Linked DNA regions of Mus musculus: region 2 is linked to region 1. Evidence: chromatin contacts called from public Hi-C data. All regions are on one chromosome and are shown on one strand. The core of a region is the stretch at or near the end of the contact, and the rest is flanking DNA. Distances in the headings are between cores, read along the strand shown.

Region 1 (7,936 bases), core at 3,165-5,664:
TTAATTTTTTTTTTGCCTTTATTGGTAAGTATGTGTGAGTTGGGGGTCTTCTGTGAACTTGTTCTCATGTGGGGTGTGTAAGTGTTCATGTGTGTACAGGTATACATGTAAATTATATGCATACATGTGAAGACCAGACATCTTCCTCTCCAGTATCGAAGTTGTTCATTTTTTAATCTACTCCCTCCTATAACCCCTATTCCCTCTTATATTCTTGACTTCTTTCTTATAAATTACTATCACTTCATATATAAATGCATATATATGTTGACACAAGCTGCTAAGTCTCTTTAATGTTGCATATTATTTAAAAATACATACACATACACACGTGTGTGTGTGTGTGTGTGTGTGTGTGTGTCCACTTGGTATTAAATAATCGCAGGGAGCTGTTTCCTAGGGAAGAGTAATTCTCCTTCTCCCAGAGGTCATTAGTTTCCTGTAGACCTTCATCTAGACATAGGGCCCTGTGAGTCTTCCCCAGCTACAGAAACAGGTCAACCAGGTCAACCAATGTGTTCATTGCTCAGGCCTTGTGTAGACAACCATACTGCTGAGATTACACGAGTGTACCATACCTGTCACATGCGCAAGACACAATGTCACAGTAGACGTCTGATCCTCTGGCTTTAGAAACTTTTTATCCCTTCTTCTGTGACATTCCCTTAGTCTCAGTTGCAGGAAATTGTGCTTTGGATGAATCAGTTAGAGCCAGGCACCCACACAGTCTGTTCTTCTCTGCAGTTGACCAGTTGTGGCTTTCTGTAATGATCTGGTACAAAAGGAAGCTTTTCAGATGAGAGGTGAGACCTATACTAACCTGTGGGTGTGAGGATGAACATTTAGAATGCAGTTAGAAATTATGTTCATTTAGGAAAGTGACTGTAATGGGGTCTCCTCTAAGATCCATGAGCTCACCAGCAGTAGGTGGCTGGGTTTTCAGTACTGGGAATGGGTTCTGTCTTGAGTAGCTATGGTTATCGCCAAGATTTAAATGCCACTATTGTACCCTTAGGGATATCTTGCTGTGGTGGCCATTGTTATAGTTCATGGGCATCACAGCTGGTATGATACCTGATTGATAGCTTTCATAGTGACTTCTAGTATTGTGAAATCTATTCCTCAGTTGAGGAAATCTTGGGTCAGATTCAATTCCATTCCTTAGACTCCTGTGTCTGACAAATGTGGTGCCTTCAGTGACAGGGACTTGCCATCAATCTCTGAAGACAGCCAAGGGTAATAGTAATGCCCTGTATTATTTTATGATCTTCTGAGACTCACTTGACCAACGACTCCAAGGGAGTCTTCTCGTGCCAGGTAGTAGGGTTTTTATTAGAGAGTCTCTGCCTATTGGGGACAGTACCATCATCTCAAGTGGCACAAGTTCATATAAACTGAACTTTGATGCTCACATGCTTGCAAAGTATATGTAATTTTAGATAAATATACTATTACTCCCTGTGGATTTTCAAAACATGATTCATCTTTAGTGTGACCTGTTTGTCCTTCCTCCCTCTCCTATACTGACTTTCCTTTCCTCTCCCCAGTTATATCACACATCCCTCTTTTCTCCTTTGAGACAGAGTCTCTCCTTGAACCTGCATCGCACTGATTCATCACTGGCTGACTAGTGAGCTCCAGGAGTCTTTCCCTAGCAATGAGATTATGATTGCAAGTCCAGCCTTTTGTATGGGGGCTGCGATCTGAGCCCAGGGTCCAAGTGCTTCCTCAGCAACCACTTTGCTAACTGAGCCATCTTTCCAGCTTTACTTTGATTTGTTGGTTTTGTTTTGTTTTGTTTTGTTTTGTTTTTCCATTCCCAGAATTTGAGCATGTCATAGGCACTCAAAACCATATATATGAACAGATGATCAATAATAGAATGTTCCTAACAGCATTTTCCAATTCCCTCTGAGAACTTGCTTTTTTTTTTTCCCTTTCTTTTAAGCAATACTTGGAGTTGAAACTAAGGACCCAAAGACCCAGCCATCCCTTTAAGAACTCTGGAATCGACCACCTGTTCCTCAAACAAATAGGTCAAATATGGAGTTTCCTTTCCAGATGATGAGTGGATTTCATTTTACCTCTTATGTCTAATTAGAAAAGTCCTTGCATCTTGAGAACCCAGGAACATGTTCCACCTTGGTTTGTGGGCTGACTTATCTTCCTTTACAGTGTGTTTGGGCATCTTCTGTCCCTTGAGTAAAAATCTACAAATGTACTTTATGTCCCAGAGGAATAACTGGTGCAAGATCCCAGGGTCTTAAAAGAAAAATACACCCCCATTTCTTTAAAAATACATAATTGCTGCTTCTCCTGAGATATTTTTACAGTGTTTCCCTAGAGGAGGAATTGCAGCTGATGGCCCAGGATAGGGCAGAGACCCACAGACAGACAGTCTGGCTCCGATTTATGTTCTGTGCTAACATGGCTAATAGGCATTAGTATTTTGATTTAGAGAAGTGCTCTACTTGATCCCGATTTGGGTGTATACACTGGTAACATCTGGCTTAGAGGCACACATTTCAAGGTCAAGAGTTATTTATTTTCTTCATCTTTTTCCTCCTCTTCCTCACTCTCTTTCTCTGTCTCTCTGTCTTTGTCTCTGTCTCTCTGTCTCTGTCTCTCTCTCTCTTTCATCTGGCTCTCTGTCCCTCTCTGTCTCTGTCTCTTTCTGTCTCTCTCTGTCTCTCTCTCTCTTCCATCTTCCCTCCCTTCTTCCTTCCTTTTCTTCCACTCTCTCCAGCAGAGTGTCTTGGGAATCATTTCAGTGTTTTGACAAAGTACTACAGAGCATAAATTGGCAGAAGTTCCATTTGCCCCATGTTGAACTCTGCAGGAGACATGCTGAGTCCTTTAGAACTCTTATGTGTGTCATGTGTATCAGGACTCTCATCCGACCCTGCCTGTGCCTTTATTTCCCCACTTTATCACTCTGCCCAAGTCTTTGCTATCACTTCATTTTCAATACTAAACTCAACATTCACTCCCCCTAAGTGGAAAAATGCAGCAAATCTGAATTCATAAGACACCCCATAAACATCTACGAAAATAGTAGGAATTTCAGTACAAGACTTGGGTTCTCTCCAGAAATATATCTCACTCTCAAATGCTTGATAATGCAGTGGAACTGTAGCCACCAGTCGCCCCTTCCCAGCCAGAGGTATCCACCATGACCGGGTTCTGAGAAGGCTTCCTCCCCCCCAAACCACCCACCCCCTAACAAATATCCCTCCCTTTTAGAGTTTGAGATCTGTGAGTCCTTCACCTGGAAAAGTGTGGCACTGTAATCTGCTAATTTAGAATTAGCTGTCCCAGTGACTTAGTTAACTGGAAGGGGGGATAAATCATATATTTGTAAAGAAGCCCTCCCAAAACCGTCTCTGAGGAACAAGAATATCACCTCTTGACTTAGTTTTCCTTGGCTTGTGGCCTTGATGACCAAACACCTCTCTGTCAATGGGCTTGCTCTCTGAAAACCTTAGTAAAATCTAACCAACTCACACTCTGACAAAATTCAAATCCAAAATTATCCAGTTAAGAAGTGGGATTTTTGCCAGAATGCTTAATAAGTGCTGGCTGTAGTAGGGTGAGTGTTGTACAAACACCACAGCTTGGAAAACAAGTGATTATCCCTCCCAGTGCCATGGGCTTGAATTCCAACTGTACACTCCAATACAGCTTTCATTTTGCCATATGCTAAGCTCGCTCACTATAAGGGCCATGTGATTTTTTAAAAAGAAAAAAGTATGTATTTGTTTCAAGCTTATTAGATGCACAGGAAATACATCTTTTGTGGATTTTTCTCCCACTGTTTGGATAGCACAGAGGGAGGTGTCGTTCAGAAACATGTTATCAATGAAAGTAACAATCACAGGACCCCTAGGATTTCTCCTGTCTTCCCAGAAATCAAATCTATAAATGCAAAGAATGTAAGAAATGACCGTAAGATAGCCAATAATTTTATTGGAAACCTAAAAGGGGAGACAAAGACCAGTTGGGATAAAAGATTCGCTACCTAGCCTCCAAAAGAAAAGCTCTAAAAAGATATTTCTGTACCCGCATCTGAAATTGATATCTTCAGGGCAGAAAGCATCAGAGTACCGTGAATCTCCCCTTTACTGTCTTGCATCATGGGCATTCCTGAAATTCAAAGAGCGTCACTAATGGAATTATATGTTTTCATGCTGTAATTACATTTGATTTCCCTGATAGTTCTGTGGACTTCTTGTTCATGGGTCCATGACTTAGCAGAATATTTCAAAGTTTTCTATAACATTGTTCTATTATGACCCGCTCTGTTCCCTCCGAAAAGAGAGGATTAGCAAGAGCAGTTTTTAGCATAAAAAGACAAAATGCATGGTTAAAATATTATTCAAGCTTCAGAGGGTTCTTTCAATGACAATAAAGGATATGAACACCAACAAAAGAGAGCCTGACAATGGAGGGAAACACAATCAGGGTCCTCTACATTCTGAAATGGCCTGAGATAATTAAAAAAAATGAGTTGGGGGGCACAAAACATGTATTTCTTTATATTTGATGAGTGCTTTTTAGATAAAACAATTTGATCTTTGTCTTGTACTGAGTATTGTAGACATTTTGAACGTTTTAGAATCCTTATATATAGTATGTATCAGTGTCCACATCCAACCCTGCCCATGCCTTCATCACCCCATCTTTTTGATTTGGGGATACTTGGGTATATTGATCCTAGTAACTTGTCACTGACAACAGATCAATGTGGCAGTAAAGCCTAAGTCCAGGTAGCCAAAGTCCATGCCCCAGGATATGAGCAATCTCCATAGGATTTTGTCAAGAATCTTTTGCCAAGCTCCACAAAAAGGCCTGCTGAGAAAATGAAATTAATTAAGTACAGTGAATTCTTACTATCCCTGCCTCATCTTCATCCACATCAACCCATAAGTTTGTTCTGTACACCTGCATATCCATTAACATGCAGTTCCTATTAATGGGGCTCTCCTATGCTCCACGTTCTCATGGCCACAGAACACAAGAGTGACACTGGGAATGTGTTTACATCAGCAAACTGAAGTGACGCTATTTACACAGCTGCTCAATCTCAGTACATTTCTTAAAATGCCACTTATTAGAATGTTGAGATCCAAAAGGCAGTTCTCTGTTCTCACATGCCTGCAGTCTGGTTCATGGACAAGCCACACAGTCCAAGTTCTTCCCAGGCTGAGTTCTTCCCAGGTAACTGCTCAGCCAAACCGGATAGTGTCCTCTAGACTTCTCAGTGCTGTGCACAATACTTTTCTCCCCCTGAGACTTCCACCTGGCCTCAGATGCGAAGGAATCAGCCCTTCCAGTTTTTCCACTTTCTGCCTTCCCCTAGTCACACCTCAATCTTTTCAACAGAACCATGCGAATGATTGCTTTCATGTCCCCAAACTCTTCTCAGGTCTCAAAATCTCCTGACACTGAGACTTCAGCTTCATTTAATCATGGTAAAGAGACAACACTTCTGCTCTTAATTCTTCAACTCTTGCTGCTATTTAAGAGATCAGCCACTGTAGCAAACCATGGAGTCATTTTGACTTCCCATCAACCCCTCCCGTCCCTACATCGCTAAAAGCATAGATTCTCTACACAGTTATGTGCAGTGAATGAATATTCTTTTAATCTCCATTTCCTGCAGCTTCAATGAAATTCAGGTTAGAGCAAACTACATGTATGGTTAAATAGAGACTCCTGCTACCCTGCCAATCAAAATGCTGTCCATATTAAGTGGCATTGTACCATCTGTTTTACTATCCTTATTTGATGCAATCCTCTCTGCTCCTCTGTATCATCGTACCATCCATATCATCCACTGGGCCTATTCTTCTTCAACTCTAGTTTGATGGTAGCTGTTCCTTTTTTCCCTTTTCTTTTCTTCTTGAGATTATAAGATAATTATAGCCATTATCCTTTCACTTTCATCTCTCCAAAATCTTCCCATGCGCCTCTCCCCAATCTCCTTCAATTCCACTTCCTCTTCCTTCACTAATTGATACAGCATGCATATATGTATATGTATGTGTACATATATGTATGTGCATATGTGTACATGTATATTGTGTTTGTACATGTATGTGCATGTATCTATATGTATATGCATCTATCTATGTATATGTATGTATACGTATATATATGTGTATATGTGTACATGTATATTGTGTTTCTATGTGTATGTATATGTATCTATATGTACATTTATGTATATATCTATGTATCTGTTTGTGATGTGTAAATGTATGTGTGTCTATGTAAGTGTATGTGTATGTATATGTATGTACATATATTTCTAAATATAACTTACTTCATATGATGTTAAGTGCATATCCTTGCAAATATTTAATAACTTTCTCTGTTCTTCACCACCCATCCAAATACCATTCCCCAAAAGGTATTTGTGGCATATACACAAGCTAAACCATCTAGATTTGTTGGCTTGCATGCTTCTCTTATGAATGGATTTGGAGAGATAAATTACTATTGAAATGTGTTTGTAATCTTTATATGCATATTAAGTCTTGCAAATTGCAGGATATCTCTTTAGAGATCCATGTTTGAGAATCATTCATAAGACATTTTATAAACATATATATGTATGCATATATAATTCTTTAAATATTATAAATGCCGTAATGTGTACATACCATAAATTCCAATACATGTATGTAATATATAGTGATCAAATTGATAATTAATATTTACATTTCAAACATTTATCATTATTTGGGTTGAAAGCATGCAAAATCCTTTATTCTGACCACCTGAGAGACTAAGTAAATATTGCTAACTATAGTCATACTACTTTATATTATCAGCCACTAGAATATTGTCATATTTCTAGCTATTTCCCAACTCTTTAATTCCTCCCTTACTGCTGGAAAAATGTTTTAATCTTCTCTAAAATTTCATCTAACTTTTTGCCTTCTCCAACAATATCTACCGAGAATATTTCTTTAGTATTTGTTGTTAATGAAATTTTACCTCATTTTGTATGTATTGATTTCCAGGATCCCCCAATGGCTGTGACTCTCGGGCTCCGGATGGAAGAAATGATCTTTAATCTTGCAGATACACATTTGTTTTTTAATGACTTAGAGGTAAGAATTTTAAAAGTTAAGAATAATTATTGACAATACAAAAGCTCTCAGATGGTGTCACATATGCAGTAAACCTTAAGAAATTTGGCGTGGGGGGGCGGGGAGAGGCTCACCCTCCCAAGAGCTGTAAAGTTCTTGTCAAGTGAACAATTGCATAGACAAGTATGAACAGACTGCAAACTCCTGCTCTTGAGTTATGTGTGTTTATGGACACATACCAAAACAAAAACGTCTTAGAAGACATTGGCCTCCATGTGGCTGAGGTCAGAGAACACCTCATTCTGTTGTCCACTCTTTGGAATGGAGTTAGCATCAGCCTTTCTCAGATTACTAATCAAGACAATTTACATTATTCGATGGATGATAACCACCAATGCGCATCACAAGAGAAACACAGGTTACTGAGGGTGGCAGCATCTTTAAAAACTCTCATTCGCATCCTCTCCCCGCTAGACTAAAGAAAGCTGGAGCTGCTCCCATAGCATAGCTGATGAGGATGTTTGTTCGGTTGTTTGTTTGTTTGTTTGGTTGGTTGGTTGGTTGGTTGGTTGGTTTGGTTTTTCAAGACAGGGTTTCTCTGTGTAGCCCTGGCTGTCCTGGAACTCACTTTGTAGACCAGGCTGGCCTCAAACTCAGAAATCCGCCTGCCTCTGCCTCCCGAGTGCTGGGATTAAAGGCGTGCACCACCACTGCCCAGCCTAATGAGTTTTAATGCACTGAACACTTTCCTCTCTCAGGGCTTCTACTCATAATGTCAACTTCCAACACAGTTGTCTGAATGACACAAGCCAGTGAAAGTAAAACTCAACAAAATGGAA
Region 2 (7,936 bases), core at 2,141-4,640, 160 kb before region 1:
CAAAAATGATAAAAAGCACAACACACACACACACACACACACACACACACACACAATCAAAACACATAAAAACTTAAACCTGAAGCAAAAGACAGCAAGACAGAAAATGACCACAGCCAGCGTTATAGGACAAAAAAAAAAAATCACAAAAATACAACCATAGAGTTTGTTCTGTGCTGGTCGTTTACAAGGAGCCTGCCATGAAGTGTGGTTCGGAATCCAGCAAGGATCTACCCCAGATACCGAATACAGGAGGATACGGAATTTTCCTGCTTCCTGTATCTATGTATCCTTCTTGTTTGCTCCATGCTGTTCTCTTTGCTCTTCTTATATGTTCTTTCCATTTTCCATTAAAGTATTGCACTCTCAGAGTATAGTTTTAATTCAGTCATTGGAACAGAACTATGCCATTTTTAGGAAAGTGGATAGAAATGTTGTCCAAGATGTTATGTGAAGTAAGCCAGAGTCAGATAAATACCTCATTTTTTTTCATATTAAGAACATATTCTTAAAAATAAACTGTATGAAAGTAGAAGATGGGGTGTTTAGGATGAGCGAGGGTCCCAGTAAGGGGAAATGAAGGGAACAAAAATCTTAATTAAAGTACATTACATACATGTGTAAAATAGCACATTGAGATCTACTATTTTGTAAAATGAATGTACAAAAAAAAACATAAAAAAAAAAGAATAACTGACTACTGGGGTAGAATACTGTGACTTTCTAATGTCCTGCACCACAACACATCTAATGCTATTTTGCATTTACTTACCATCCCTTGTGTAGTAGGGTTCTCTGTGGTTATGTATAGAATTATTCATAAAACATAATCTGCAATGTTTGAAACTTACTATATTCCCCTTGGCTTATTTTACTCCTGTTTTTATGTACTTTTAAGTGACACACAAACATGATCATTGTATACGTTTACAGTGGTACCATCTACTGTTTCCCTATTTGGATACATTTTGTACTGTTTAAATCAGTTCAAGCAACTACCTCTTTAAATATTTAGCATTTCTTTAAGACGAACAATTCAACAGCCTTTCATCTAGCTTTTTAGATGCTCACTAGATGCTTCTCGGTATCCTCAGCTCTCCGTGCAGTAGCTCACAAGAAAGGGCCTTCCTCCTAACAAATCGTGAGCACCCACTTTCCCCACCACCTCTTCCTCTTCTCACCTTCATTTTCCTTTCTTAAGGACAGAAGTCGTATTCTGTGTGTGTGTGTGTGTGTGTGTGTGTGTGTGTGTGTGTGTGTGTGTGTGTTTATGTGTGCTGTGTATATAAGAATGTATGGGGAAGAAAGAATTTGATGGTAAATTTTGTTTTAGGGAGGTGAAAATTTTTCCATTGCTGTATGGTAGTAACACACTATTCCTCAGCCTCTGGAGTAGGGGTATGTGTTTCAGGCCAAGCATCCTCCTTGCTGGGGCTTAGGAGATGTCTTGTAGGTTATATGTATTTTTACAACACTATACATGAAGGAGGAACTGAGTCTCTGGTATTTGTTATATATGCCTCACTTTGATTTACATTTAATAATCACTGCCATTACTTTAGATGAAAAATTTAGGTTGAAAAACTGTTCCTTTAAAAGGGAACTTTATCCTGGTGGGTCTATGGTTTGTATATATTCTTGGTTGAAAAAAAAAGGATGCAAATTGGGATAATTTAATTAGTTGTAAATCTTTCTGGTACTAATTATTGCTGTTCAATTGGAAAAACCCAAACAAATTCAGTATCCAATTGCAAACTACTACAACCAAAATCTAGTTAGCCAGATACATTTGGCTCTTAATAATTTATTTTTATACTATAATTTGGAACTATGTTTTCTCTTGTTTGTTACAAAAAGATCTGCAGTAACTCTGGTTTCTTTTCCTTAAATAGCTGCTAGCTCTGGACATTGTTCACTACATTTTCACCCATTTAATTGTTTCAAGGCTGCTGAGAAATCAGCTTAGCAGATGTACATGGGCTACACTAGGATCACGTCAATTGCATGAATATATGGGCTCTTTGGGGCGGAAGGAGAACTTTGGAGGAAGAGTTGTTTATTCCTGTTGAGCTGACCTCATATCTGTGTTTGTAAGATAACTAGAAACTAAGGGTATTTCAGATACAGTAACACACACACACACACACAGACACACATACAGAGAACCTTGCATCCTTTCCATAAAGATCCCTCTGATGCCATGATGTCATACTTTTCTAGCATTCCAAGCCAGGCTTTGTTAGAATGCTTATTATTCATCTTTCAAAGTAAGTTTCTTTATATAAGAAAAGCCCCTACTACACTATATTGAAAGGCTGTATTTTAAAGACTATTTCTACATTAAGAAGCATGTTTGTGGACAGGGGCAGGAGCTTGGTGTGGATCCAAAGCTTGGCTCAAACTTTTGGTATTCCTGCCTCAGCTCTCCTAGTGCTGGGATTACAGGCATGCACCACTTTGCATGGATTAAAATCACGTTTTTCAGCAGTGGAACGTTGGCCTGGTTTTATGTTAATATTGAGTGGCGCTTTTGATTTTGGTATGTGCGGTGAGTGTGAAGAAAGCAGAAACCCTGGCTAGTTATTTATCTCACACAAATTACACACAACTTCTGAACTGGAGTTCAAAACCTGAAGGATTATTTCAGCATTACCTCTTTAATGCTAAGCTTTGAAAGACGTACATGAGGGAAATGTAAGTAGTAGCTAATGCCCCTATGTGTGACTGCGTGCTGCTGGGTGTTGAGACTGGTGCATCTTGCACAAAAGTTACGACAGCCACAGTGAATACTTGCAGAATTTCCAGTTTCTGGTATTGGTTTCTATTCGTGCATTTTAGAAGGATTATTTAAATTTGTACTTAAAAGAAGCCTAAAGACAAATTTCTATTTGTAGAAAAAGAAATGGGACCCTCTCTGGCATTAATTTTATTTTTTTTTAGGCTAGCCATACTAACTTCTTCCACTGATGAGCATGCCAGAGCTAACTATTGTTGGTGCAATTTTCACAAAAGCATGCATGCTTACATACCTACTTTCATTTTATCAAGAGGACAAAATTTCCTACATAATAATAAAACACTGAGGTTTTTTTTTTCTTTCTTTTTAATCTCTGGGGACAGTAGTAAAATGCCTTCTTCACGGTAATATTTTAGTCACTCAAACCACATTTCTCAACTACACTTCAGTTAACATGGCAATAGAAGTACAATATTAATAAAATGCTAATGTTAAAAATGGTTAATTTTTTCTTTCTATTTTATTATCTTCACCATATTTAACTGTTACACATTTTTAGCCTATAAAATGTTTTATGGGAAAATATAAAGTACTCCATAGCTCCTCGTTTTGGTAGTTGGTGGGTAGATTTTCTCCCAGCCATTGGAAACTTCTAGCTGAAACTGGAATCCACAGAGTACCAACCTCAGAAGTCCTCCTGTTTTCCCTCCATTACAAGTGTGTAATTTGGGCTGGTGGCTGACTTTCTCATACAACTTTAAAGATCATTCTATATAAACTGTGGTATCTCCATAGCTACTCCCACGGGGTGGGGGGGGGTGGCACATGTTTAAACTGAGAAAAAAAAATCTACCCACCTGGAGAGAAGCCAGCTTGTTGGAGATGAAGGTGGGTGGAACCCTCCAAAACAATACGGATCTGTGATTCCTGATTCACTGTGACTTTCAGTTTCGATGCCACTAAACCACATTTGGCCAAAGCATCTAGGTCATCAGGGTAGCTGCAGAACAGCAGCCATAGCAGCCTGGTTTTGTTTCTAGAATATTTTTCTAGTACTTCTTACCTCACTAAATGTTACAGCTGTCTTCAGGGCAGTTGAAAGTTTTTCCCCCGCTCAGGACAATTTTTACCCTGCAGGTGCAGTGCTTCTCCAGGCACACACACACACTTTGGGTTTCAGTTGTGAAATTGTACAAAAACTAACAATTTTATGGAAAAATCCTGGGCCAGAATAAAAACTGCCTCCATGTGAGATCTTGCTGTGAGATGGTCTGAAATCTGGAATATTTGCTAAAATCCTCCCTCAATAGTGTAAGAGATGCACACAACACACAACTGATTAAAAATGCTACACACATGGCTCTGAAACAAAAGAACTGAGTTTAAACTCTGTACCCAAGCAGCAGGCATAGGACACCAGGATGGGCTGAGAGACTCGCCCTTAGTAATGGCCAGGACAGGAACTGATTCCCATCTCCATATTTAAGAATCATTTTTGTTTTACTACTGTTTAGATTTTCCCTATGGAAAGGATGTGTTCCATGATAGATATTCATATTGTAATATGGCAGCAGCCAGGGCTGTAACGTAAAAAGAAAGTAGCCCTCACAGTCACAGGGTCTTCTGAAATGACAGCAGCAGCTCTGACACAAGCTGGGAAGATCAGCCAGGCACACTATGACAAGCACACTTGCCTTCTCCTTGGGATCCTGCAAACCCCAGCAAGGTTTGAGGACCTGCTGATGTTCCTGTCTGGGTGGCGACATCTTTCCCTAACTCTCCCTTCACTAACTCTCTTCAAATACTAGTGGTTTTATTTTTTTACTCAACAAATGTTAATAGCCATGTAGATATAATGGAGATTCACTTCATATTCTAATATGTATTGGCAATCATGTGAAACTTTGCTGCATTTTTTGACTCCCTTAAGTCAGCTATTCATTATCACAGTGGAAAGCTAACTCGCACATCTCTAAGGACTTAAAGTCAGTCAACAGCTCTTAGACTGACTGTTTTGAGCCTTTGGTAGCATCTCTGTTAGACAGGCATGATAGGACAAGGCCACTCTCCTCATGGCTATGGCTGAAAAATGGAAGAACAGACAAGTCATTCTAAGATGAAATCCTTAATGAAAGGAAGACTGAGCTTTAACTCAAAGTCTCCCCCCTGGCAGATCAATCTGGTTCTTTTAATACATGGTCCTTTGGGGAGATAGTTAACTCTAATATAACATGTGAAATATTCGTACACATGATCAGCTCCCAAGGGGAAAACCTTACAACCTTAAATAATGTACTCATTCAGAGACAGTATAAAAATTTTTTAAAAGTCAGAAATGAAAAAGCAGACATAACAACAGAAACTGAGGAAATTAAAAAAAAAAAAACATCAGATCTTACTACAGAAGCCTATATTCATCAAAACTTGAAAAATCTAGATGAAATGGATGATTTTCTGGACAGGTACCAAGTTACAAAGTTAAATCAGGGTCAGATAATCCATCTAAATAGTCCCATAACCCCTAAGGAAATAGAAGCAGTCATTAAAAGTCTCCCAACAAAAAAGCCCAGGACCAGATAGGTTTAGTGCAGAGTTCTATCAGACCTTCAAAGAAGACCTAATACCAATACTCTTCAAACTATTTCATAAAATAGAAACAGAAGGAACACTACCCAATTCATTCTATTATGCCACAGTTACACTTATACCTAAACAGCCTAAACAACACAAAGACCCAACAAAGAAAGAGAACTTCAGGCCAGTTTCACTTTTGAATATTGATGCAAAAAATATTCAGTAAAATTCTTGCAAACTGAATTCAAGAACATACGATCATTCACCATGATCAAGTAGGCTTCATCCCAGGGATGCAGGGATAGTTCAATATACAGAAACCCATCAAGGTAGTCCACTACATAAACAAAGTCAAAGAAAAAAAAAAAAAACACACGTTCATCTCATCAGATGCTGCAAAAGTTGTTGAGAAAATACAACACCTCTTCATGATCTTTCTCTCTCTCTCTCTCTTTTGGATATTTTATTTATTTACATTTCAATTTTTTATATTTTTTATTAGGTATTTTCTTCATCTACATTTCAAATGCTATCCCAAAAGTCCCCCATACCCCTCCCCCCACTCCCCTACCCACCCACTCCCACTTTTTGGCCCTGGCATTCCCCTGTACTGAGGCATATAAAGTTTGCAATACCAAGGGGCCTCTCTTCCTAATGATGGCCGACTAGGCCATCTTCTGATACATATGCAGCTAGAGACAGGAGTTCTGGGGGTACTGGTTAGTTCATATTGTTCAAATTTTATCTGCTTTCCTAGTTTCCCCTCCACAAACCCTCTATCCCATCCTCCCTGCTTCTACCCTTCATGCACTTTTGTTGCAGTAAATCTCCTCCCAAATATGCCCTGGCAATGAAAGCACAACACAGATCATATGATTACATGCTGTGTGCCTAGATTGGGCAGATCTACCGCTACACTAACATCTTCCACAGCTTATGAGACCCCTTAGAACTTGCAGTTTCTCTAGGCCATGTGCTTCTACTCCACTTTTCTTCTTCTTCCTCCTCCTCTGTGTCTGCTCCCTCTTCCATTTTCTCCTCCTTCTCTCTCCCACCTTCTGCTCCACCTTCCCCGTTATCTGCCCAATCAACAGGTCTCCTTTATTTTACAAATTAAGGTAGGAAACAGGTTTACAGGAAATCACCTGAGTGCTGACTCATTCCTTGTTCACAGCCACTCACAGCAGAATGGAATTAACATCAAATATAATTAGCCCAAGAGCTATCCACAACACACTTTCATATCAACATTTCTGCCCTCGATTCCTTATGCTTAGTATCAGATTGGTATTCCTTTTTTTCCTCCCCATGTTCCCATTTGGTTAATATTTTTTACATTGGATTGTTTTACAGGTGTGTCTTCTAGGAAAGATAAAAACAATTAATAATTTGTGGAAGTTTCTTGTTTACATTTGCTTCATAGTAAAATTTCCTTATTCAGATTATGTTACTTTTGAATTTTCTATTACTTTAATATTTTCCCTTCTACTTTCTCCTTATTGTTTTCTAACACACCATGGTAACTTTTTTTCTAATATGGACATATTTGTATATATGTGTGTGCATTTTAAAATAAAACATTTAGACATTTGTTTGATTATTGTGTTCTGGAGGTGGGGCATATGGAGGTAACCATGGATTATTTAGCTTAAATTGTTATGTCATTTGGATTGAAACCTGTCTAGGAGTTAAATATTGTATCATGGAATACTTACAGTGCCTTAGAAATGACTACCCTCTTCTAAATGTAAATAAAACAATTGGGTTCAGATCATAGACAATCCTTCCACTGATATCTTTATCCAAGGTTACAGGATAGCTTGTTCTACAAGAAACATTATCATTACATAAATATACAAGGTCTAATGTCTGAAAACTTGGTGTGCTAGACTACAAGTTGTCTTTCTTTATTCAGTAGATCGATGTGATTTCTTCTTTAAGATATGTATGGAATTCAATCTACTGGTAGAAAAGCCTGTTTCCCAGCATAAGGACTGAGGAAGAGTGTGGGTGGGGGGAGCTTTGGGGAGATGCTGTGGATGGATGTGCAGTTTTCCACTGTAGAGTAAGACTACCTCTCAGTCACTACAGTGTGCTGTAATTCCCAGCGAGTTGTGTAAAACGACATCCAGAAGAAAGTCCCAGCTGTAGAGCCTGCAAATCCTGAGTGGCCAGAGACAGGTGATCAGTGTCAAGAGCTGCTTCTGACACTTTGAATTAAAGTGTGTGGCAGTAAAGGATCAGAGCCTACCGGTGGTGCCTTTCCATTTCAGAGACTTCACGTGTGCTACAACTGCTGCTATGTGGAGATGAGTAAGAAACCATTTTTTAATAAGCTTTTAGCTTTGAAGGCAGATGTTTCTACCTTTATGATATGTTTTAGCACGGAAGATACTTCATTCTACATATATGAATCTATACATGTAGTGGTACAAAATCCATAGCACGCATGCATGTGTCTGTCTGTCTGTTTCTCTACTTGTGTATGTGTGTGTCTCTGTGTGTGATGCATATGTTTATGTGGTGTGTATGTGTGTGTTTGTGTGTAGTGTGTGTAAAAGCTTGTGGTGAATACAGGCTTTGCCTGTTTTCTACTCAAAAGCACATATATATTCCTCTCACCAT

What was found. A called contact is a pair of places that touch in the nucleus more often than the background predicts.
Region 2: a contact with region 1 is called in a Hi-C map of muscle stem cells, with 1.7 times the contacts expected there. The contact joins two enhancer-like sites. A contact is called at or near these places in 2 of 484 Hi-C or Micro-C datasets (the G1E-ER4 cell line and muscle stem cells).

The regions. Positions count from the first base shown.
Region 1 is chr10:23,123,034-23,130,969 of GRCm38.p6, reverse strand. It overlaps Eya4 (EYA transcriptional coactivator and phosphatase 4), which reads left to right. Exons shown (of 19, transcript NM_001347372.1): 13 at 7,029-7,118. Among named protein-coding and RNA genes, the nearest start is that of Gm24655, 40 kb to the left of the region's middle. Within about 2 kb of position 4,414, at least 8 of the 459 cell types and tissues checked have an H3K27ac peak or open chromatin away from gene starts, as enhancers often do. A contact at or near this core is called in muscle stem cells, where this site is marked.
Region 2 is chr10:23,280,790-23,288,725 of GRCm38.p6, reverse strand. All of the region lies in intron 2 of Eya4 (EYA transcriptional coactivator and phosphatase 4), which reads left to right. Among named protein-coding and RNA genes, the nearest start is that of Eya4, 65 kb to the left of the region's middle. Within about 2 kb of position 3,390, at least 9 of the 459 cell types and tissues checked have an H3K27ac peak or open chromatin away from gene starts, as enhancers often do. A contact at or near this core is called in muscle stem cells, where this site is marked.